2 separate regions of the Cricetulus griseus genome follow, and region 1 is linked to region 2. Evidence: chromatin contacts called from public Hi-C data. All regions are on one chromosome and are shown on one strand. The core of a region is the stretch at or near the end of the contact, and the rest is flanking DNA. Distances in the headings are between cores, read along the strand shown. Region 1 holds the start of Tgm2 (protein-glutamine gamma-glutamyltransferase 2). Region 2 overlaps Kiaa1755.

Evidence for each region. Hi-C and Micro-C count contacts between places; a contact is called where the count stands out from the background.
Region 1: a Hi-C map of the CHO-K1 cell line shows a contact between it and region 2, with 2.0 times the contacts expected there. The contact joins the promoter of Tgm2 here to the enhancer-like site in region 2. A contact is called at or near these places in 2 of 8 Hi-C or Micro-C datasets (the CHO-K1 cell line and fibroblasts).

The regions. Positions count from the first base shown.
Region 1 is chr6:21,423,071-21,428,263 of CriGri-PICRH-1.0, reverse strand. Tgm2 (protein-glutamine gamma-glutamyltransferase 2) reads right to left here and starts at 2,572. Exons shown (of 13, transcript XM_027421252.2): 1 at 2,416-2,572; 2 at 1,348-1,527. The coding sequence starts at 2,425.
Region 2 is chr6:21,364,096-21,369,339 of CriGri-PICRH-1.0, reverse strand. Kiaa1755 reads right to left here. Exons shown (of 14, transcript XM_035447026.1): 11 at 3,667-3,805; 12 at 1,227-1,349; 13 at 437-649. Among named protein-coding and RNA genes, the nearest start is that of Kiaa1755, 26 kb to the right of the region's middle. Within about 2 kb of position 2,914, at least 1 of the 6 cell types and tissues checked has open chromatin away from gene starts, as enhancers often do. A contact at or near this core is called in the CHO-K1 cell line, where this site is marked.

The DNA of each region.
Region 1 (5,193 bases), core at 1,323-3,822, 59 kb before region 2:
GGATGAGGAGGGAGGTGGAAGGGATGGAGGGGATATCCTGGCAGCCTGCAAACCCCGAGATAAGCTTATCAAACGGCCCTTAGATAGAAAGACTTCAGCTGGGCTGGGTCGGCAGCTCCTGCCTGCCACTCTTTCTACCACCAACACCGGAGAAAGCTGGCCTTTAACACCCTTGGGCCAGAATCCCAGTCAGGTGACCCCTTGCTGACCCTAAGGGAGAGGTTCCTACCAGAAGCCAGACAACTGATTTGACACTCAAGGCCAGCTTCCTAGGAACAGTCAGCCAGAGAGATTGGGAACAGGATGGACAGGGTCCAACTCTCTTTGCCCATCCCAGGAGCCCCTGGAATGAGACAGCAGGCCATCTTACTTAACCCTCCAGTGTGAATTGCTGTTGAAACTTAGGCTCAGAGAAGCCAAGTGTCTTAATGTCACACAGTAGGTCAGCAGTCCACCCTACCTTTGATAGGACTCTTTCCCCACTACCCAGAACTGGTTTAAACCAGATCCCAGAGGCCTCGTGGGTTCTAGGAAACCCTGGTGAGAAAAGACAGAAAGTTGTTTGCTATGGGAAACATTATGCTGGATCACGCTGTGGAATAATCCTTTTGTTCACTGTGAAGGTGTGTTGCTCTCATTGTTAATAAAAAGTTGGTTGGCCAACAGTTAGGTAGCTTTTTCGGGGCAGAGAGAATGCTGGGAAGAAGGAGGCCAGAGTTGGAGGGATCAAAAGCCAGACTCGGAAGAAGCAACAGGGGGAAGTTCATAGATGAGGTAGACGAGCCTCGGGTGGCACACAGATGAATAGAAATGGGTTCGTTTAAGTTGTAAGAGCTGGCTGGAGACAAGCCTAAGCTATCAGTCAAGCATTTATAATTAGTAATAAGTCTCTGTGTGAAGCCGGGTGGTGGTGGCACACGCTTTTAATCCCAGCACTCTGGGGCAGAGGCAGAGGCAGACGCATCTCTGTGAGTTCAAGACCAGTCTGGTCTACAAGAGCTAGTTCCTGGACAGCTTCCAAAGCCACAGAGAAACCCTGTCTCGAGAAAAAAAAAAGTCTCTGTGTGGATATTAGGGAACTGGCTAGCAGGAAAGAAAAGTTACCTACAAAATTGTGATGAACCTTTAAGGCAGAAAGCTGTGGAAAGTGGCAACCCAGTATAAAGGCTTGGGTGACCTGTGGTGGCCACTCCACTCTCCATTCTGGGCCTCGTTTTCTGATCTGTAAAATGGGGCTAATGACAACTGAGATTCTCACAGGATGGGAGAGACTGTGAAAAGAGGTGGGAATTCATCTGTCCTGTGGCCTATCAAAAGCAGGACACAAAGGAGATCAAAGGTACCCACCTGTCACAGCACCAAATGTAAGGCTGTCCACACTGGCCTCATAGCCTCGGCCCACAAAGTAGAGCGTCAGCCGGAATCGCTGGCCACGACGAAGCACCAGCTTTTCATGGCATAGGTCGGCCGTGTGGTGGTCACGGCCATTGGCTTGTATCTCCAAGTCACACCTCTCCAGGAGCAGCTCTACAGAGAAAGAAACAGGGGACAGGCATGAGCCACTGTGGCATCTCTCAGAGAGCTGTGGTCTTCAGTGATACAATCCCACTCCCTGCATATGGGGGCTCTGTACCCCTGGGACCTTCCCTAGACTCTGGTGACACTCTTTTACCTCTATAAGGCACAGCCCTGACCTTTTCAAGCCCACAGTTTCCCATGGTCACAGGAGTCTGACAAGGCTAAATATCTCCAGTGCTTTCAATCACAAGGTCCTGCTTGCAACAGAAGGGGCCTCTGTGACATATCATAGCCTGTTGGGGTTTCAGAGAAAGGAGTGTCCAAGGCCGCATAGTAGGGCTAGTCCTTTCCACGCTTCTCGCCCTCGTGGGAGCACCAAGGCTGGCACTACTGCCCCCAACTTACAACAGGAAACACTGAGCTTCAACAGGTGGCCAAGGTCTGGGCTTAGAGAACATGAAGGCTCAAAGGGACTTGAGAGAACAGTGCCTGGCTTCCGAGGTGCCCCACTAAATGCTGGAATGTTCCTTCAACTTGAGACCACAGAATCAGCCAGGAAGGCTGCACCCCTCACCAGGCACCAAGGAGAACCAAGGACCCCATGCCTGCCAGCATCTCTGTACCTGACACATGGTAGGGACACAGTTCTAACTAGGTAGTCAAGGAAAGGTGACAGTACCTTACCCTTCCAGGGACACCTTCTGGTAGCATTTTCACCTCATTCAGGGGCAGGGCTAACAGCTGTGCCCCAGGATTGCGGGAAGGAAGGTAGGAAGGTCGTTGACAACTTAGAGCAAGCGAGGGCCCTCCCATTGGCCCACATGTTGTTCTCCTCTGGGGACTTGGAGACAGTCCAGTCTGCTCCCGACCTCACCACCCTGCTGCCCAGGCACTCACCCTCGGCCATGACCAGATTAGCGGCGACAGCTCAGACGCGGTGGGACACTCGGGGCGCGGACCACCAGCGCGGTGCTGCGGGCCAGCTGCCCGGCGCGAACTTATAGCCCATGGCCGGGCGGGCCCCAGCGGGGCGGGGCGGACACTCGGGGCAGTCACTTCGGAGACCAAGACGGCCAAGGGCACCCCCTGCCGGACACAGAGCGATCTTGGAACAGAACCCTGAACGGCGATATACACCCAAACCAGACCAGGGCCACTGAACACGCAATACACAGAAATGATTCACAGGCTAGATCAGTGGCCCAAAACACGCACCCCTTCACACACATATATGCTCATACCACACACCACACATACCACACACACAGATACACACATACTTACACACCACATGCATTTGCAAACGTGCATACACAACACATACACTTACACACACCACACACACATGCACATGGGGCAGGCACACACAACCAGACAGACAGACAGACATAGAGATCCATGCAGAATCCCACAAAATCCACTCACAATTTTGGAGACACAGTGATTAGATCACCCAGGATGCAGACACACCTAGACATGAGGCTGGGTTCCAACTAAGCCACATACAGCCCTCAAGTGAATCGGTATCTGGAGGTGGGAGCTTATAGACTCTTGGCAGACAGGGGCACAGGTACTGACTGGCTCGTGGACACCCACAGACACCCATACCCTTCCTGTCCCACCCAGTCACTCATTCCGTTAATCCCCCACCCACCCATTGCTCCCTCACCCACTCACCTATCCCCTTCTTTCCTCCTTCCCTGTGCTCCCCATGTTTGTAGCTAGCCCACTGTGAACTAAAGCAGGAAGAACCCCTTTCCAGGGACGGTACCTCTGCCCCTTACCATGGGCCAACTCCCATCCTAGCTCATCTGGTGACAGCCTGTTACAATCCTTTACCACTCCAAAGTCTGAGTGGGGAGGGGCTTCCTGAAGAGTCCTGTGGGTTCCCTCCAGCCCTTTTTCTGGAACACTTTACATGACTGGCCACTTTGGTCTGAGAGGACACCCTGGAGCTCTGTTTGAATGTCACTCTGGCAGCCAGAACTAACCCACACAGTTTTTGGGGGCTCTGGGTCACTCTGCTTTATGGTTGTTGTTATAGAATTGCTCCCTGTGGCTGGTGAAGGATCAGAGGGAAGAGTTGGTGAGTGACTGACAGCTAAGAGGCTAACCCTGAGTGCCCATTCTGGCCCTGACCGCTAGGAATTCAAGAAGGCATCTCACCTCTGGGGGCTTCCATTCTGTCTTGTGAAGAACAAGGGCAAGAATTCATTCCACACAAGTGGAATGGGGCTTAGCCAAAATGGCCAATACCTAAGGACTCTTAAGCCCAGGTTAGCCTAAGGGCCTGGTGTCCCCAGGGTGTCAGAAAGGCAGAGATGCCTCTGCTGACCTTTCTCATTCCAGGAGGGTACATTCTTCCCACCTTTGTCCCCACCCTAAGTACCTCAGAGGACAGGAATGCTGTGAAGTTGTCCAGCCCCTTACTACTCCTGCTGTAGGGCTCCCAACCAGCCCCTCTATGGCTGATGTGGAGGCCTGTCACCCTTGTCACCATAGTGCCCCTATTATTTTGGCAGCAGCCCCTGCTCCTGAAGTCCTGTCTGTGTTACTTCCACAGTGGTGTGGCTTAATCATTGTATCTCAAGTTCCCACCTGTAAGGTGGAGGCATGCATCATGTTGCCATGCAGGGTTTGAGAGGTCTGTGTGGGGTCAGACATTGACAGGACTAGGGCAAGGGTTAGTTAGCAGGCAGTGACTCACTGAGCAGATTGTGGGAGGACATCCCATCAGTTATTCCCGGTGCCTGCAAGGGACTCGGCATGAAACTGAAGACTTGCCCCTCACCCAGAAGCCAGCCCTGCATCCTTCCTCTGTCTTTTTCCACAGAACTATAGCCACTTGAGTGACTCAGAGCCTTGAGCCATACAGGGCTGGGATGGTTAAACCAGGACTGGCTTCAGGGAAGGTGGTAGGCAGGGGCCAAGGCAGAGCAGACCTAGAGACTTGGTTTCCAGTCCTATTACCAGGGTCCCTCGGCCACTCTGAGCTCTGAGCTTTCTTTCTTTTTAATAAAAATAGATATTTTTATTGTATGTGCATTGGTGTTTTGCCATGGATGTCAGGTCTCTGGAACTGGAGTTACAGACAGTTGTGAGCTGCCATGTAGGTGCTGGGAATTCAGAGGACCTCAGTCCTCTGAAAGAGCAGTCAGTGCTCTTAAACATTGAGCCATCTCTCCAGCCCCAAACTCTGAGCTCTGGTCCCTCCGTCTACGAGGTGGATGGGTCCCCAGCTGGGGGATTAGACATTGTCTGCCTGGTGTTGGTCACATACACACACAGAATCAGTAAACATCACCAATCACAAGGATCTGGTGCCTCCTCACAAAATGAGGCTCCCCAGGGATGGGAAGCAGGTCACAAATGCTGAACACTGTTTGCTGGGGGTGTTCCAAAGGGTTCCCTGTCCCCCAAGGCCTCTGTGTGTGTGCCTGGGTCAGAGTGCTGAGTCCTATAGCCCTGGGTACTTACTTGGTCTCTCATCTGAAGGGATGATTCAATCTCACAGTGGTGACAAAGGTGAGCTTTTGGGTGCTTGAATACTCCATTTATGGTCATGTGTCCTGTTGAAGCCTTGCTACATGCTTTTTGCCGTTTGTTAAATGAGGTAACAAAGGTCCAAAGAGGTGAAGTGACATGCCTGACTTCACACAGTCAAGAGCTCTAGAT
Region 2 (5,244 bases), core at 1,665-4,164:
GATTTAGGAGGTGAAGCCTTGAAGTCAAATCCTACTCAATGACTACTTAATCCTACCTGAGTAGCTTACCTCTTCTGGGCCTCAGTTTTCTCCTCTAAATTGGGCACAATGCAGGTGGCCCTGATTCACCCAGAAACAGGCAAGTGTGAAGTGTTTACTCGCAGGGTTTGCACCCAGGCAGGCTTCCCTTCTAGCTTAACCACCTCATTTTCACCCTGCCTACTTGGATAAGGGAGCCTGCTGCCCCTCAGCCTTTCTTTGGAGGAGGAGCCAGGCACATCCCAGGATAGGCCACACCTGCCTCCCAGTCAGCTTCCTCTCCCTGCTTACCACCGTGGGAATGAATTTCATGAGGTGCCTAGTGCTGTGTCCCGACCCTGTGCCACCCCAGCAGGAGGGTGTGGGTTTGTTCTGATGGGCCATGAGGCTTGCTCACCTTCTTTCTGAAGCGGTGGAGGTGGAGCAGGGTCTCCAGGTCAGTGCGCTGCCTCTCGGCTGCCATGTAGAAGTGTGTCAGCCTGGCTTGGAAGGCCTGCTGGGTGGCGGCGAAGGCTACCAGGTCTGGGAACCCCGTGTCACCTGCCCCTTCCTCTGCAGCTCCCAACTGTGCCGCCTGCTTGCACAGTTCCAGGCCCTGGCGGTACTGGGCCTGAGAGGGAGAAGGACGTCCACTCAGCTCTGGCCTGAGGATCTGCCCAGCAGTCAGGAGCCGCCATGGCCTTCTGAGCCTTGGTTTCCCTATCTATACAACTCAGCCCAAGGTCAAAGGTTAACACATCCAATAGTCCAGGCCTTTGCCTTGGAACTTCACATTCTTCTGGAAGGTTCCGTGGATGTTAAAGCCTGAGTCAGAGGCTTTGATCCCCCGAGTCCTCTCTGCTGTGTCCAGGCCAGTCCCGTCCTCCACTACCTTGGAGTTCCCTTAGGGCTGTGTCAGGCCAAAGCCTCCTGTGTCTGTCACAAATGTGGCATCTCTGACTGTCTCTCCAAGCTGACCCAGCAGGCCAAGGTCTGGGCCCTGAAACCTGCATTTTAAGAAACCCTCGAGGGTTCTGACATCTTTGTACTTGGTCTTGGAGGACTTCCTGGAGGAGGCAGCACCTAAGATGATACTTCTGTGATCCAGGCTGTCCCCTCGATGCCCATGGATGCTCCCTTGCACTTTCCCACCCCTGCATCTGGGACCTAGCAGACCCCTTTTTGGCATCTTGGGCCCTGGAACATACCGCAACCTGAAGGAAGAAATCCTCAAACTCGGCATGGACTTTCTCAACTTTCTCTGCACATAGATCGACAGGGGCAAGATCCTGGAGATACTGGCTTCCTTCTCGCTCCATCCAGTCATTGACCTGGGCAGAAGATAGTGGTTCAGTTGTGATGGATGACCAAGGAGCCATCCCAGGCCAAATGTCCACTTCCTGGTGTGTGTCTACACTCATGGGCTTGTTCATACACGTGTATATGTATGTATGTATGCATGTATGCATGTATGTATGTATGCATGTGTGTATGTGTGCATGTGGGTGTATGTGAATGCACTTGTGTGTGGGGACCAGAGGCCAACTTGAGTATTGCTCTGTAGGAGCTGCCCACCTTATTTATGTATTTATGTATTTATGTATTTATTATTGATACAGGGTCTCTTACTGGGATCTGGGGCCCCCTGACTCTTACCTCTTCAGCACTGTGATTACAAGTGTACACCACTACACCAGTGTTTTATGTAGGTTTTGTAGATCAGACTCAGGTCCATGTACTTGTGTGGTATAAACACTTCACTGATGGAGTCATCTCCCTAACCCCTCAACTTCTTGAGGGGCCAAAGCCCCTCAGTCTCAGGCTTGAATGGATGGAAACCCTCTTCATGCTGGGCAGGAGAATGGGGGGCGGGGAGGCAAGCATGTGGCTGCATTCTGCAAACATCAGAGGGCAATGGCCTCCCTCAGCTTAACCCTGAGGGGATATGGTACTGTGTGTGCCCTGCACCTAGGAGAGAGACCCTCTGTGTGTATGGTCGTGGGTTGAAGCCACGGTGGCATGAGGTCACAGGAACGCAAGACTTATGTCAGTCTGGCCACTGACTGTCACCTGGTCATGAAAAGGCTGGTCTCTGGGCACGAGCTCCCTGTCTCAGGGCATGTAACTGGGGCTGGAGGAAGGACTTCCAGTGGTAGAGGGTCTGCTAAGAACTCACGGTGGGCAGGGCATTGGTGGTGCACACCTTTAATCCCAGCGTTTGGGAGACAGAGGCAGGTAGATCTCTTATGAGTTTGGGGCCAGCCTGGTCTACAAAGCGAGTTCCAGGGGACAGGCTCCAAAGCAATACAGGGAAACCCTGTCTTGAAAAACATTAAAAAAAAAAAAAAGAAGAACTCACTGTGTTGTTATGGGTAGTAATGGATAGGCATGATGTGGCCCTGTAGTGCAATGGATAGTGGATAGGCGTGAGCAGCCAGTGAGAGACAGATGGTGAAAAGTGCTGCTGACCCTGTGGTCTTCCGAACATAATTGTCCCCCATAATCTCATAGGGAGTGGCACTATTAGGAGGTGTGGTCTTGTTGGAGTGGGTATGGCCTTGTTGGAAGGAGTGTGTCACTGTGGGGGTGGGCTTTGAGGTTTCCTATGCTCAGGATACCACCCAGTGTCTCAGTTGACTTCCTGTTGCCTGCAAGATGTAGCGCTCTGAGCTCCAGCATCACGTTTGCCTGCACGCCACCACGCTCCACACCATGATAATGGACTGAACTTCTGAAACTATAATCCAGCCACCCAATTAAATGTCTTATTTATAAGATTTGCTGTAGTCATGGTGTCTCTTTACAGCAATAAAAACCCTGAGTCAGAGCCTGTGATGGTTACTGCTAATTCTGAACACCACAGAATGCAAGATCCCCTAGGAGACTAGCCTCTGGGGTTTATCTTGGTTTTATTAATTGCAGTGGGAGACCTGCCCACTGTGGGTGTCGCCATTCCCTGGCTGGGATCATAGTCCTGATTGTGGATGAGTCACGATCCTGCCACCTGGACCCCCCACCATGATGGACCATACTCTTGAACTGTAAACAAGAATAAACTTCCTCCGTTTGCTTTTGTCAGAGAATTTTTATCACAGCAACAGGCAAAGAAAATAAGGCATTCTTGCTCTGGGTGTGCCAACAAAGATACTTTGTCTTCAAAAAGCTCCAGGCTAGAAATGAGGGCGCAGAGGCTTGAGCAGTCAGGTGACCCCAAGGGTCAAGACTATGTGCTCAGCAGGGATGACCCAGCCCAGGGCAGACAGGGATGGGCTGACTTGAAGTGCTAAAGCCAGGTGAAGGGTACCAATAGCTCCAGTCTCAGACTGCAGAGCAACCACAGTGGGCAGCATCCGCCTGGCCTCGGTTTCCCCATGTGTGGTGGGGAATCCCAAAAGTGCCTATGCCACTGGTAAGAGACCATGCTGGAAGACAAGAATATTCACAAATACTCTAGTCCAGGGCACATACAGCCAATAAGTGCATTCAGTAAGTGCAGCCCTTATGTTCGTAATTAAATCCTTGAAGCACTGATTGGATGGTATGTTTTCTGCCTTGGCCCCAACACCAAGGGCTGCCAGCCTGGTGTTTTAGCTCCAGAACAAAGTGACCCCTGTGAAGCACCGTGTCTCCCAGTAGCCTCCCCTTTACCTGCTGGATGGCAGCTTCCAGGTGGCCCAGGCGGACACGGAGCTCCAGCCTTCGGAGGAGGTGATTGGACGCAGTGACCAGGACATGAAGCTGGTCGTCCACAAGGTTGTACAGGGCTGCGGCTTCAGTCAGATGGCTCCTGGAAGGGAGCAGGGGAAGGGGAGGATGAAAAGGCACCTTCCCAGTACTCTCAGCAGGCATGGGCCTAACCTCCTAATCTGTGGCTCCAGCTGGACTGCCAGCCACTGACCTGCTGTGTGACCTGAAGCAGATCCCTAGACCACTCTGGGCCTCAGCCACCAACCCTCAGACGTAGCAGGAACTTGGCAGAGTATGAAGCCAGCTGTGTAGATCTGAGTCTGAACCCCAGTCCTGCTACCTGCTAGTGTGTGGGTCCTTGTGCAACACCACCACTTTGGGGTCTCTGGTTTCCTGTCTGTAAAGTGGGAATAGTAACAGAACCCACTTCCCAGAGTGGCTGTGAGCAGTTAAGTGGTTGGTACAGGGGCTTCCAGAAGCACAGCACCCACATTCCATCCCAGGCCTCTGCATAAGACCCCGGCAGTGAAACTTTCTAGTGCCAGGCAGTAGTGGCTGGCTGGCACTCATACATTTGCAATACCCTATCTTCCCAGCCTCCATTCTGCAGCACATAGGGGCTGGAGAGTTTGGCAACTGTAACCCATGACGGTCTATTGTCTCTGATAAAGTCTCAGTGTCCCAAGCTGGCTTCAAACTCCTATGTGACCAAGGATGACCTTGAACCTGGGGCCCACCTGTCCTGCCAGGCATTTTTAAAGTGACCAAAGTCTGGGGATCTAAAGCAGGTTTGTGATGGAATTTCTCTCATGGACATGCTCGGTGAAGGAAGAAACTGGAGTCTCCCCACAACTGCCCTGGGGAGCCTGTTTTCAGACAAACATGATGGAAGGAAAGGCTGCCTTTCCAAGGGACACCCGTCACGGGTCCTACATCAGAAGAAAGCCCAAGACTCCTGAAGATGGGGCGAGTCCCGAGGGTTGCTGCGACCTGACAGGCATTAAATAGGGAAGGACTGTGGTGAGCGTAGGCCCACAGCGCCCCCTGGTGGAGCACCAGCTCAAGGTCTGGAGGGACCTCAGGTAGACAGGAGGCGGTAAGCAAAGCAGGTGAGGCAGGAGCATAGTGGGTTAACAGCAGGGGCGGGAGGTGGCTCACACTAGACACCAGGGCCCTCCGTTATTTCGGTGTATCGGCTCCACCTGCATGAACCTGCCCCCAGCGTCTAGGGGTGCACCTCAGGGTGATGTGTTCTGCCAGCTTCTACCTACTTCCTGGCCCCACCACATTCCAGATGTGTGACCCTAGGATACTCAGTTAACCTTCTTAAGTCTGGGGTTCCTCTACAGTAACAAAAATGAGAATTAAATGACAATTAAATTAATTGTTCTTTAGAACAATGCACACACATATCACATGTTGGTTCAGTGCATAAATTGTTCTTAAGTGTATACATAAACTTTGCATTTGGCTCTTGAATATGCATGCCTGTGTCTTACTAGAGTAAATATTTCTAATTACTGACCAATGCAATGACAT